Linked DNA regions of Zea mays: region 2 is linked to region 1. A link is a contact called in public Hi-C data. All regions are on one chromosome and are shown on one strand. The core of a region is the stretch at or near the end of the contact, and the rest is flanking DNA. Distances in the headings are between cores, read along the strand shown. Region 1 holds the start of LOC100192950 (Actin-interacting protein 1-2). Region 2 holds the start of LOC100284602 (ubiquitin-protein ligase/ zinc ion binding protein).

The links. A called contact is a pair of places that touch in the nucleus more often than the background predicts.
Region 2: a contact with region 1 is called in a Hi-C map of ear, with 1.7 times the contacts expected there. The contact joins the promoter of LOC100284602 here to the promoter of LOC100192950 in region 1. A contact is called at or near these places in 2 of 25 Hi-C or Micro-C datasets (ear and endosperm).

Annotation. Positions count from the first base shown.
Region 1 is chr3:24,812,751-24,820,197 of Zm-B73-REFERENCE-NAM-5.0, reverse strand. It overlaps LOC100192950 (Actin-interacting protein 1-2), which reads left to right and starts at 4,497. Exons shown (of 6, transcript NM_001138128.2): 1 at 4,497-4,928; 2 at 5,672-5,833; 3 at 6,526-6,712. The coding sequence starts at 4,537. It also overlaps the pseudogene LOC109944967.
Region 2 is chr3:25,193,229-25,200,675 of Zm-B73-REFERENCE-NAM-5.0, reverse strand. LOC100284602 (ubiquitin-protein ligase/ zinc ion binding protein) reads left to right here and starts at 3,416. Exons shown (of 2, transcript NM_001157497.2): 1 at 3,416-3,802; 2 at 3,892-4,809. The coding sequence starts at 3,617. The coding sequence ends at 4,563.

The sequences.
Region 1 (7,447 bases), core at 3,248-5,747:
CAGATAGAAGGCAACCAGTGTCTTCTAAATGAGACTTCAACGACTCCTAGGCCTCTTGGTGCTATAAAAAGGGACCCCTAGACGCATGGAGCAGCACACCAAACATACTCTGAGCATACTACAACTCCAAACATACTTTGAGCACACTACAACTCCGATACTCTCGTTTTCTATTCCCTCCCTTACTCCCGTTTTGATTGTGATCATTTGTGTAAGGTGTGAGAGACTCTAACTTGTGGAGATTTCTCACAACCGGGGTACTGTGTGATATAAGGAAGAACCATGGTACTCAAGTTTGATCTTTGGATCACTTTAAAGGGCTTGAGTGCAACCCTCCTCCATTGGGACGCCACAATGTGAAGTAGGCAAGCATATTACGCTTGACCAAACCACGTGATAAAAATTGTCGTGTCTCTTGTGCCATTTACCTTATCGCAATTTTTATCTCCTAGTTCCAAATCTTCACTTGTGATATTGCTCTAAGTCTAAATTAAATCTTGATAGAGCAATCAAGTGAAAGGAACTTGTCTCTTCTTCTCGACTCTCAAACTTGGTTTTAATTCTCTCTAACTCATATTTTAGATCAAGATTGTGTTGTTTGAGTTAAGTTTTGCAGGATCACCTATTCACCCCCTCTAGGTGCTCTCACATACTTGCTCTGCGGGGATTACTGATGTTTCTTCCTTGTGTTGTGTAGAGAAATCAAGAGCCGCTTGGAACACAACTCTAGAGAAGACTCTTGTGGACCTCTTGCATGAGCACAAGACTATTGATTATAGGGGTCAAAATGGATGGACAACAGAAGCATGGAACAAAATTGTCAAGGAATTTCATCAAAGGGAACAATATGTCTATTTCACATTTCACAAAGGCACAAATACGAGATAAGGAAAGAGAGATGAAAAGGGACTATAGGTTGCTAAAGGATGCAAATAATCAAAGTGGAGCTTATTTTGATGAGAAGATAGGGAGGATTACGACTGATCCAACTTTATGGAAAAATATACTAACTTCTCATCCTAAGGCTAAAAAGTTCCGCAACAAGTATTTTCCTCTATATGAGGCCTTGGGGAGCTTTGTGATGGTTATTCTGTCCATGCTTTCCAATATGTTATGTTGTCTACCCTTTTTTAGTAAAACTTCTTTGTGCATGGAAAACTAAAGGGACCTAGAACTACACCTCCACCCAACTTCCAGATCTTACTCAAGTAGGAAATGGAGATGAGTCTCTTAACATAGAACATGAATAAGATGAAGTGGAAGAAACCTTGCTAGCACATGAAGAAGATGATGTCCATGTAGCTGAGGCAGAAGATGCAACAGGTGAAAGGTGAAAGTCGCCTAGAGGGGGCTGAATAGGCAAAACCTGAAAATATAAACTTTGAACACGCAATATACCCGGGATTAGTGTTAGAAATAATTGAAAGTGCGAAAGATAGTTTCTCTTGCAATGAGTTGCTCAATCAATGCAGATAACTTTGTGAGCAAACTCAAAACGATGTGAGCAAGAGAACTTTAGAGAGAGAGGAGAGGGGAGAAACAAATCGAATGGTGAAGATTAATACAAGTGGACACGTCAATTTGTTTCCCGAGGTTCGGTTCCAAAGAACCTACTCCCCGTTGAGGAGGCCATAAAGGTCAGGTCTATTTCAACCCTTTCCCTCTCTCAATCGGCCACTTAGACCGATCGAGTGCTTTTTCTCAATCTCACGGGTCACTAAGACCCCGCAAGGATCACCACACAATTAGGTGTCTCTTGCAAACTTTACAAAACACTTAGAGAGTTTAGAGATATATGAAGAAAGCACGATTAAGAAAACCAAGCAACAAGAGCAACAAATGAAACACGAATCACAATCTCTCAAGTCAATAATCACTAATGATCACTTGTCTCAGTTGTAGAACTTGGAGAGATTGGAAGCTTTGAATGTGTCTTGGAATAGATTGCTAGCTCTTGTGTTGAATGTGTATGAGTGGAGTGCTTGGATAAAGTGAATGGGGGTGGTTGGGGTTGTATTTATAGCCTCCAACCACTTCCTAGCCGTTACTCCTTTTCTGCCGACCGCGGACGGTCCACGCCCCCTGTCCGGACGGTCCGCCCCTGCACATCAACGGTTGAAGTCGCAACGGTGAGCAGTAACGACTATAGTGCATTTAATGCGTCGTCAGATGTCAGATAAAGTAGTCGCGGACGGTCCGGCCGTGCACCTTGGACGGTCCACGAGGACGCTAAAAATGCATTTTACCGAACCCGTCACCTTCGGGGTTTTCTGGTTTTTCAACGACCGGACAGTTCGCGCCTGAGGCCGGACGGTCCGTGCTTGGTCTCGGACGGTGCTCGCTTCTCCTTCGGACGATCCATAGTGTTAACTTGTGTTTTTGCAGTGTTCCTGTCCGAGGCTCACCCTAGTGTCGCGGACTTTCCGCCACAAGGGCCCGGACGGTCCGCGCATAGGTGTTTTCCAAAAAGCTTCTCTAGTCTGGAATAATTACGGTATTCCGAATAGTCGACTTAGAGTAGTTGTAGATGAACTTATCCACCTGACAAATGATCAACTGGGCAAACTAGTTAGTCCATAAGATTTGTGATGGTCGTCAAACACCAAAATCTATTATAGGAAATGTTGAGGTCATTTCCCTTTCAAAAGGCATGATCCGATGCCGCAGAGAAGGACTACTGCTGCAAGAGGGAACAATGAAGAAACAAGGACAAAGAGGCATAAAAGGGCGATAGCCTAGAAGGAATAATGGGAAGTACATTGACATGAGAATGAAGCAAGTTGAGGAAGAAGCCACACAACTAGCAAAAGAGAAGGATGAAAAGGAAGTGAGTCAAGATGCAGACTTCTCAATCAAGAAGTGCATATCCATTCTTGGTACAATGGAAGTTACAAAGGAGGAAAAAGTGAAAGCATACAATGTCTTCAAGGACCTTGACAACAGGCATTTTTTCTTGAGTGCCTGCGATGATGATGCCGAGTCGGCACTGATATGGCTAAGAAATGAGATGGCTTAGTTGGTATGCTCTCTTTCTTCCCCTCTTCTCTCATCTCTAACTTGAGCATTGTATGAGGTAACAACACCAATAGAGACATGTCTCAGCAATTAATAAAAAAGAGAAAAAATTAAGCCGAGCCTTCTCTAGTTAAGTTGTTATATATTTTTTAGTTGTCATTTACTTTTATGTTTCATTTGCATGATGGCAGAGGGGACAAACTCGTTGATTAGGCCACCACACTTGCGCACAATCATTTCTATTGTCGCCTAAAACAATGCATCTAATTTTATTTTCTTAATGTCTCTACAAATAATGAATATATGACCACTTAACCTTTGAAACATTTCTGACTCGTTGTAGGCTAATTTTCTTCTACACTTCTTTATGATGTTTTGCATAAATATGTGTTGATCTGTGTTACTAGATAGCTTGGACTATCTAGGTATGCACTGTGTTTTCAGTCTTCAATAGTTCAGTTTGTACATGACATGAAACAGTTAATCAACTCTAGATTTATCCATCTCATACAATGATAGATGAGTGAAGGTAACAATTCAAAAAAATACAGAACTGGAAGGTAGCTAGACTCTTTGTGCTATACTTGGAAAGAAAACAAAATCCATTGAACTCTGGCACTACCAAGGAAGAAATTATCAATCTATGTCAGGGTCCTTTCATCTTCTATTTTACCTACACACAGTTCTTCTATTTGGCTTGCATGAATTTTGATCAAAGGATAAAGAACTCATCTTCTATTACTAGTTATAATTTGAACACAAACACTTGCATGCAGGACAAGGAAGTGGTGTTGGTGGCCGAGAAACGAAATGGAAACTTTGAGCAAATGGAACCTGATAGTATGAACTGTTTTAGTTTATCACTTTCAACTTGCATCCAGACATGTGATAAAACCGTACTTGTTTATGTGCTGGATAAAAACGTTCTTCTTCATGTGCATGGCACAAGTGCAACATGAACGGGATAAAAATGGTGCGTATTGATAATGCGATTTATCAATTTTGGAACTTGTGTGTGTTTAACAAGTTGTTGGGTTTATACAAGTGCTGTAATCGAACAATAAAAAATAAGTCATGCATTAAGTCAGAACTGTAATTAAAACCACATATGGTTTAAGTGACATGAGATAGATTCATTCAATCCCACCGCATAATTGAAACCACACATGGTTTAAACGTGATAGAGAACATGTAGAAGGATAAATGTGTCTTCTCGGGCACAAAACTACATGGAAAGCAATTAGAAAGGGAAAAACTACAATAAATGACAATTTAATCAATTAGAAGATGGAGAAAAACTACGATAAATGACAATTTAATCAATTAGAAGATATTTGTAGTTGTGTCTTTGCGAAAAAAAATATTTGAGATATATTATCGCGAAGTGATACGTTTGAAGTATCAAATATACGATTGTCTCTCACGTTCCCACATTAGGGAAAAAAGGAAGAAAAAAAAATAACTCCACCATTCCCTTCCCTCTCGCGAGCTCAGATCACGCGAAGCAAGGAAAAAAGAAAAATGGCGCAGCTGGTGGAGACGTACGCGTGCTCGCCGGCCACGGAACGCGGCCGTGGAATCCTCCTGGCCGGGGACCCCAAGACAGACACGATCGCCTACTGCACCGGCCGCAGCGTTATCATCCGCCGCCTCGATGCGCCTCTCGACGCTTGGGCCTACCCCGACCACGCCTACCCCACGACCGTCGCCCGCTTCTCCCCCAACGGCGAGTGGGTCGCCTCCGCCGACGCCTCCGGCTGCGTCCGCGTCTGGGGCCGCTACGGTGACCGCGCTCTCAAGGCCGAGTTTCGGCCCCTCTCGGGACGCGTCGACGACCTCCGCTGGTCCCCCGACGGCCTACGCATCGTCGTCTCTGGGGACGGCAAGGGCAAGTCCTTCGTCCGCGCATTTGTGTGAGTACAAATTTTACATGCTCTTCCCTCCCTTCCATCTCGATCGCATTTGAAGGATTCGGAGGTTAGGGGAAAGGCAACGGTACCACCTTTTTGTGGGATGGCCGTGATCGGGATTCGGGAGAGAGCACAGGAAATGCTACGATTCGGCGGTTCAAACTGGGGTTAGCCGCTGACTGTTGATCTGGCTATACAAGGCCGTTCAAGGGATGTATGCTATGAAGTATGAAGTGCTTTGCAATGGGGATGACGGAATATCCCTTGTCGGTTGTCCCCATCACACATGGATTGTTCAAGCTTCTGTGAATTGGATGAGTATTTGTTGAAATTGGGACGATTTTGATTGGTGCCCTCAAGGACAACCCCCTGCTCCAGGGCCCAGACATGCATCTCGGACCCAGGCATGCATCTCAGCCCTGGCGCTGGAAATCCAACGCATAGGAGAGCTGCCTGGTCCAGGCAGGTTTGCCTGAAGACAAACCAAACATGCCAGTCCTTAAAACTCCCATATGTTCTTATTTCAGATTAAGCGTTACCATCAATTGTCATTAGGTTCGACTATACATGTACTGTTATTTGTTTGAATGATGATTATTTGGTTGCCATTTAGTTTCATATAATAATAAGTAATGCATAATTGAAGAAAGATCATCCTCTCATAGAAACAGGCGAGGACCATAATGATTTTGTTGTTTGTGTTTTCACTTCTTTATATACTTATTTGAGTTCTTTGCATTATGTAGGTGGGACTCTGGCAGCACTGTTGGTGAATTTGATGGGCACTCAAAGAGGGTTCTGAGCTGTGACTTCAAACCAACACGTCCATTTCGCATTGTGACATGTGGTGAAGATTTTCTGGCTAACTTCTATGAAGGACCACCATTCAAATTTAAGCATTCCATAAGGTGCTGGTTTCGAGGCCTACCTAGGGCATGTACAACCCTATTTAATATAGGGTCCCTTAAGACGTCTTTAGGGGTTAACTGATAAAAGTACAAGAGACAGGCTCTTCGCTAAGAGCCCGTCTCTACTCGACTTTCTACACATATTATCTCTTAACTACATTTTTTATCTAGGGGTTCAGGGTTGTATCATGCGGTCTCTTAGTTATCTCTTATACTTGGAAACCGATCAATGGCTCAGGGTTGTACACCTGTACATGCTCTAACAGTGTATGGCTAGCCCATCTTCCATAGTTGTTTTGTTACGATCTCGCATACCTTTTGCCAATGGGCTAGATATACACATCTGATGTGGATTACTATACTACATTTATTACAAGTATGTGATTAAAATCTTACCCTTGTATCAGTGATGTAGCCATGTTAACAAGGAATGTCATCTATCAGAATTTATCATGTCTTGTATTTACTGAAGCTGACACACATTGAAGTGACTGGAGTACATAGATGATCTGTCCTGCACCTGCTCCATGCATTCAAAGTAGAATGTTCCTATTGATTTACATGATTTGCACATTTTGGGAGCACTTCTTTTAGTTGTGATTCATTTTGTATTTACGCATCATCCTGTACAGTATTTACTTCTGTCACCTGTGATGCATATTTCATATTTTTCAATTCACTTTGCATTTCAGGGATCACTCAAATTTTGTTAACTGTATCCGGTATGCTCCTGATGGTAGTAAGTTTATCACTGTGAGTTCTGATAAGAAGGGTTTGATATATGATGGCAAAACTGGAGAAAAAATAGGAGAACTTTCCACTGAAGGCAATCATACAGGGAGCATATATGCTGTTAGCTGGAGTCCTGACAGTAAACAGGTAATTTGATATTAATTGTTCTCTGTTTTCAGTTTTCGTGACATAGTTGTAAATGTCGTGTTTATAGTGTACCTAGACTGTCTTAGATTAGATGTAGAATTATTTGTTAGGCATTGTAGAAGTATGAAAGTGATATATTGATAGGAGATGGGGTACACATATATATAGGGACTCAACCCTAACCCTAATGGGCCGACAGCCCAACAGTGGTGCCGGCCCACACACACTCACACACACACAGTCTAACATCCCCCCGCAGTCGCAACGGGGGCACCACACACGATGAGACTGGAGTAGAGGCCGAAGGTAGGAGCCGATGGGTTGAAATCCCCCCGCAGTCGCAGCGTCGTGATGATGTGAATGTTGCGGCTGGAGTAGAGACCGATGTGTGCTCCAAGAAGACGAGAGCCCCTAGATGCCGAGGTAGCCGAAGTCGATGTGGTCGCGGTCGGGAGACACGCAGCAGAAGCCTGATCTTCGGGAGGGGTCGACGTTCTAGCGTCAACGATCGGCAGGGCGACACAACAAAAGGGCACCGGCATGCCGACCTTCCTGCTTCTTCGATCGTCCGGGCGTCAAGAAGCCCCGCCAGGGAGGCCGACAGCAGCGCACGCGTCTGCGCCGGTCATGGTGTCCGCGCCCGCGGCAGAATAGAAGGGGAAATGACAGATCCGGCCGGGAAGGCCACGACAGCGATGGATCCAGCCGGGAAGACACGATCCAGCCAAAGTGATG
Region 2 (7,447 bases), core at 2,167-4,666, 380 kb before region 1:
AAGAGATAACATGCGTACTAGTCCCTTACAACCGTCATAGCGCCTAGCTATGAATAACAAAAAAAAATTATAGATGGATACGATGCAACAGTGCGGTGAATGGATTAGTCTCCCATCAATCAAATGTAACTCTACAGTATTTGTACGCATGCTGGCATGTTCCACTCTCACACGCATAGTTTTTGACTGGAAATAACTAAGTATTTTCTTAATCACATAATAAAAAAAAGGGAAAGAGGAAGCCACTTGCCATGCACATGGACCTACGGGCGCTAGCGTGTATGAGGCCTGATGAAAGCAACTGCCAAGCCACGTTATCCGTTCTCGTACGAACCTGCTCTTCCACGCACGCCTGCTTCGCGCCAGATCTGCGTGTGCACGACTGCTACACGTCTCGCTCGCTCTTTCTTCACGTCTATAAATGAAAGGCCACATCAACGCAGGAGGTAGACGCCGCTAGGCTGCCTCGCTCTTGCATTTGCCTCGAAAAAAAAAGGCTGCTGGGGGAGGAGCACCATCAAGCTGCTGAAGCTCCTCATCCAGCAATCGCTGCTTCGCCAGACAAGGAAATTCTCCGTTAAACATCTCTGTAGGACATACTTTATAGAGAAATTTGTTCCAGAAATTTTAAGGGTATATCCTCGAGAAAAATCACACCGCACAGATATACAGTTGTGGTATATCTGACAGATTTACTGCAAGGTAATAATAATCGATACGAAAAGGGTAATATATTTCTAATTCCTCATTGTGCTGTATTTCTTCGTTTGCCGGTTAATGGCTTAGCGGCTGACTTCCGATTCATGCAGTCGATTACCAGCTAGATAATATCGACTAAGATGACCTCCATCAAGGTTATATCCGAAATAATCCTAATTAACCTGCAATTATATGGTTCACACGCTACATTATATCCTTTTCGCACGAGTAAAATTGAGTTAAACAACCACTCATGCAGTGCATATACCAATAGTATCCCATCCGTGCACTATATTGTGCAATAACCACTAAGCGGCCATCAGCTAAACTCCATGGCAGAAATAACTAAATCCATTGCATACGTCAGGTGCATCATCCTAAGTAAATTTAGACAAACAAAATAAACGTCTCATTTATTTTAAAGCTTTAAGTCAGTTGCATAATTCGAAGTATGGCTCTTATGTGCACATGGTAGTCATACCACATCTAAGGAAAATCACCCAACGTCATGATTAAACTAGAAATCTATATATTAAGTCATTTGAAGACCCTACATGTCGTTAGCAATATCTTTGGCCTTCGGCCATCCATTATAAAATTAGCTCATTCTGCCTAGGAAATACAAACAGATCTATACTTACATACGCACCAAATTATTTAAGGTCATGTAAAAGTTATATTGATCTTTGTCGTTGTTTATAAACCACGTCCTAGTTTGGACTGCATAAAATAAACAAAAGGAAGGTGCCATTTGATATGCATAGTGCTATTATATTTACTAAATTATGCAAAGATAAATTAAATGGTAAGCTCGATGGTTATCCTTATAGTCAAAATAAAGAAAGAAACTAATGATGTTCATATGGCGTTTAGTCGTACCTAAACAAAATTGATATGTTTATGGTAAATTCCAAGTTAGGGCTGATACTGTTGGTTGACCTTCAACGACGCCATGATCAAGGTAACCAAAATATAATAAGTATTAGAGTAGACTTAGCTAATTAAAATATGCTTGGTTGCATTCATCAATCGTCATTTCTTCCAATTAATTTGGACAAACAACTTAACTATGCCCAATATCAACCCTTCATCTTGAGAACTTAAATCTTGCACTTAGTTAGACTGCATCCATAAAAAGTCATATCAAACTAAGTCATTAAATTAAACTAAATCAAATGGCGCCGTATACATAAGTCATGGGCAAATATCACGTCATGAGCATATATGATGATCTTAATAAAATAAATTAATTGTGCACACCACGGTTTAGTGTGGCGCCGCAATATATCTTTCCAAGACAGATATCTCGGCCTCGACCTAAATAAAATGTCGCATCATATACTAAGTATATCCATAAACGATAAAATATATTGATTCATGGTCTTGCATTATTTAATAAAGATTATCGAATATAGTCTTCAAAATAAATCATGTGCATAAGTGATACATTGCATTATCATCTAAAGAGGCAAATATTAAAGAGATGAATTCTCTCTAGTCTATCCATGATAAAGCGTATACAATATCTCAAAAGATACATATGCTCAAATAATTTTAAAAAAAGTCATACATTGAGTTATTGAAATTCAGCACCATGTCAGACTGACTCCAACAGAGCAGCTAAATAGACAGGGAAAGCTAAAAATAAGCTACTATAGCAGTACAAAACACCTTCTAACAGGGCAGACAAACGAGTGAGGTAAAAAGGATGAAAAGAGAGAGGAAAACCATAATAGCTTGTACTGTGGCTGACAACCATTTCCTTTTTCTGTGTCTGAGAATATGACCTCACTATCTGCTTCATTTATTGGACTATACTATCGCTGCCTTTTTACCTGTACCGTTGACAGCATGTGTCATATGCCTGGACAAGCAAACCAGAGACGCTAGCTAAAGGCTTGAATGACTGCTCGATTTATATGGCCTCTATTGGAGTCGGTCACATGGCTTGAATAAATAACAAGATATTCATAAAAATATGCATCAATTAAAATACTTGTATATTATAGTTCGATCTTTCTCAGGACGAATTTCTGACTTAGTTAAAAAAGTTTGTTTATTGTGTCCCACCTGCTCTTAAATTACGTCTTATGCGTCAGGTGCTCTTAAGTTACGTCTTACGCGTCAGGGCTAGATCGATGTAGAGTGTACGATAACGGCTCGCTACTAATAAAGCCAGATTTCGGAAATTTTGTCGACCGAAACTATATTTTAGAGCTAGTTTAGGAGCCCCAATTTCCCAACGGATTTATATTTTTACAAGAAAAATTAGTTAATTGTCACATAAAAAATTGAAATCCTTTAAAAAATTAAGTTTCTCCGACTAGCCCTTAATATAATTGCCGGAGAAGGCCGAGTTTTTTTTATTTTCCCTGCAGAGAACAGTGAGAGGCTGACAGATGAGTACAGTGATGCGAGAGCAGCTGTAGGTGCCGGGTGAAGTACTACTGTCAGTGCACAGGTGCAGTGCAAGTGTCCAGGTGATGCGACATGCAAGTCCTCTCGGCGGGTAGCTAGCTAGGCCTGCGGTGCGGTGGGAAACGGCTGACGGGCAGGCCTGCGGCCTCCTCGGCTACTTTACTCAGTGGTAGCATTAAATTGCAGTGTTTAAATTTTTTGTCGTCTCCTGGCTTCGCGTATCTTCGTCTTCACTCCCACTATAAATTAACTCCTACGTCGTCTGCTGGCTTCGTCTCTCTTCACCATTTGGCTTCGTCTCTCTTCACCGTTGGTGCCAAGTTCACAAGTATCAGATCTGGTAAACACCTTTCCAAGTTCTTTCTCAAGTATATGTACATTACACACCATGTTCTTTAAAACACACCATGTTCTTTAAAGATGCTAGTTTCTTACTGCTTGATATATATTAGTCGAATAGTCCTCTCTGTTTTTATTTACCTTGCGTTCTAGGTGATAAATGACCGGGAAAAAGACCACGGCCTCCTCTGCCGGCCGCACTCGAAAGAAGGCCAAGGTGGTGTTGGAGGATGAGGAAGAGGCAGGGTTGGAAGATGAGGAAGAGGCGACTGTGACACTATCCGTGGAGAAGGACGCACTGGAGTGTGACATCTGCTGCCTACCCTTCCAGTCCGAAGTTTTTATGGTAAGTCAGATTACAATACATGTATATATACAGTACATATTGATCGGTAGGCTCGCTCCAACATGATGCTCTGCTCTGTGTAAAATCAGTGCAAGAACGGACATTCTGTATGTGCAAAATGCTGCATCCGCACGAACGGTAAGTGCTGGACCTGCTCCGAGCGCATTGGCGACATACGTTGCCGTCCGCTCGAGAAGCTCCTGGCGGCGGCGACCACCTCCTGCATGTTCAAGAGCAACGGCTGCTACGACGTCATCAGCTACCTGGAGAAGGTGACCCACGAGGAGACATGCCAGCGCGCGCCGTACAAGTGCCCCGTCCACGGCTGCGCCTATAGCGGCCTGCGGCTCGGCTACCACGTCGCACAGGACCACGGCCACGACGACGACGGCCTCGCCTCCGTCGTCTTTATCTACGGCAAGGCGGTGGCGACCGTGCGCAAGGACGAGCCGTTCCGCGTCCTGCTGCAGCGCAACACGGAGCGCGTGTTCCTGCTGCTCAACGGCCACGATTTGCTACAGGGGCGCTCGCTGTCCCTGCTCTGCCTTGGCCCGCGCTTCCAGGATGGCGTGGAGGTGGAGCTGAAGTATAAGATGGAGGTGAGCGGCGGTGCGCCGGGAGCGCTCACGCTGTCGGCGTCTGGCACCATACCGTTCGCCCGGCGGCTCGATGGGTTCCAGGCCAAAGGGTTTCTCTTCGTGCCGGATGCATACTGGGGCTCCGCCGGCTCGATTTCCGTCACCGTCAGAATTTACGTCTGACGTCGCCTCGTGCTAGCTGGTGTGGTGTGGATAGGTTGATTCCTACTGGTCAACCGTTCGTTCGTCTCGTTGGTACTTACCCTGGTTCAGTGGTTGTTTATGCACTCTACGTGCTGATGCTAGTACTTTTGTTAATCGCAACAACGTATGCTAGTACTTTTGTTAATCGCAACAACGTATTTCCTGTCGTTTTACATTCTATGTTATTCCCTGGGACCTACTAATGCTAAAACGTACAGTTGCCTGAATTTTAGATTTCTTTCAAGTGCTTTAGTTTGTTGTGGTTTATACAAGTACTGGTCAGATGCATGAATTGTCACGGTTTCTAAACATTAATAATTAGACTTTGATTTAGTAAAACATTAGAATACATGTGTTTTATTGGTTAGATGCTCTTGAATGTAGAGCTGAGAATCAAAGTTCGAACCTTCAATTTTACCTTATTTTTCATCAATCAGAAGGGGAAACGTGGGAACAGGTGCTTTTATATAGCACTAGTCAGATCAAGGTTTAAAATAGTTGGCTATGTAAAATAGTGGTATCATTCTTTTCGAGGCTCACTATAGCAAATAGCAGATTTATAAAAAAAAATATGTATAACTTATGCAAAAAAATACTAAAGTCAAGATATTTGACTATGACCAATATGTTTGTAATGCTCTAGGATACTACGGACATTATAGTATATATGATTCATGAAATTCAAGTGTTTAGCACTTCAATAACATTGTTAGTCACTACCTAGGAAGCTACACAATATGATAATTAATAGGTTTACTTAGTTTTAAAATACTAGGGTAGTAAAGTATTTAGGGTCTGTTTGGTTGGGCTGTGGCTGTGAAAAAAGTTGCTGTGGGCTGTGAGCTGTGAAAAAAGCTGCTGTAGGCTGTGAGCTGTTAAAAATCTAAAAACCGTTTGGTGGAAACCATTAAAAATTGTTAAAAGTTTTTCGATATATGTTTTCACAGTTTTATCCGAAAAGCCACAAAAGCAGGTCTAGGGGTGCTTTCAGATTTGCACTGCAAGAAAGTCAGCTTTTAAAAAAAGCTGCTTTCTGGATCGAGCCCTTTGGTTGGCTTTTGGCTTTTAGGAGGCAAAAGCCAAAGCCAAAAGCCAAACCAAACACACCCTTACTATCTTGCTAATATGGTAGCAACACAATACCATGACTTAATACATACCAAAAAAATTCACTAACTTAATCTATTGATTAAGCATAGAGTCATTTGAATAAAAAGGAGCACTTGAGGACATTCATCCACATCAATATCATGTGCACAATCTTGTTATGTATGAAGCAAGTTTAGATTGATCTTCATTACATTCATTAACATCATTGAGATTCCAAATCCTTTTTTATTGTTTTATATAAAGTTAATTAACATTGAGTTATTAATTCATTTGATGTATTCCCCGTCTTAGGGAGTGGATGTGGTTGATTAAATATTGATCTTCTCGTAATATCAAAGAGAGGTCGTACGTATAATCATACCCTTACGTGGATGGTAATAAGTTCTAAATTTTAAAGTATAAAATTTAAGATTTAAATCGAATTAGGATCAAACATTATATTTATAAAGAAACATTTAAATTATAATCTATTACTACCCCTACACATATGTCATGCTAGTGTATACATCAATACTAAAACACGTACATTCATTCCATACCGGTCAGATCTTGCAACACAGTACCGCCACACGCCACTTATTTTTTCTACAAAAATGTAAACCAGCTTATTTTTATGCCACTCAATAATATAGGTGTACATTTGGACCGGGCCTGATGAGCCGGCTCGAAGCACGAAAAAAAAACACGGTCCAGACATGGTACGATCCGAAATATTTTAGTGTCGGGTCGGAGCGGCCCGATATATCGAGCTGGGTTTGGACCGAGGTCGTGGCCCATGGGCGGGCACGACCCGTTTAAGGCAGGAACGAAATGACCCATATAGAGGCACGAAAAGGCACATATATTTATTAAAACTACACTTCATTCCACACTTTCATGTACTTTATAAAAAACACAAAGCTAGAGATAATGCTAGTTAGATGTTTGTTGTAGCTTTGAATTAGAGTATGTGATGTAATTTTACTTTTGTTATGAACATTAGATACTGAACTGAACTTACGAACTTTGTATAGAGCTGATTATACTCTTTTTTCTTCTAACAAAATAATTTGTAAACGAGCTAGTCATTGCATAGCTCTAGTAACTTAATACAAATATTAAGTTTGCTTTTGGTCAAATTTATTTGTCTTATCTTTTATTTGCTTTATTAATTTTGTTTTGAATTTAGGGCTCTGATGTGAATTCTTGGCCATGATGTGAATTTCGGGCCAAAAATTGAATTTCGGGCTTTTATAATTTTGGGCCGCCCGAAATGAGCCCGACACGTTTAAGAAATTACGTGTCGGGTCGTGGGCCGAGGGCTAGGCCCGTGGGCCGGACCGACACGGCCCGAAATTCAAACGGGTAGGGCCGGCCCCAAATTCAAACAATACGGACATTTTTGGGCTTGGGCCGGGACGGGACGGGCGGCCCGAATGTACATCTATACTCAATGACATCAAAATGAACTAGCCATCTAATTTTTTTTAAAGTTGGGTGACATGTACATAATTAATCCATCTAAAAAAGGAAAGGGGTGCCATTGGTAGCCGCATATCGTCTAGGTGACTCTACAAATCTAAAGACTGACTTTAGAAAATTATGCATATGATCGCGTAAAACATTGTTTTACACTATATATTACATTGTTTATAGAAGTTTAAAATAGAATATGAGACAGAAGACATGATGGGTAAGTTGTTGAAGACAGGCTAAAGAATGGAACAACGATAGATAAAGATGAAAAAGGAACACAATTGGTCAGCAAAGACAA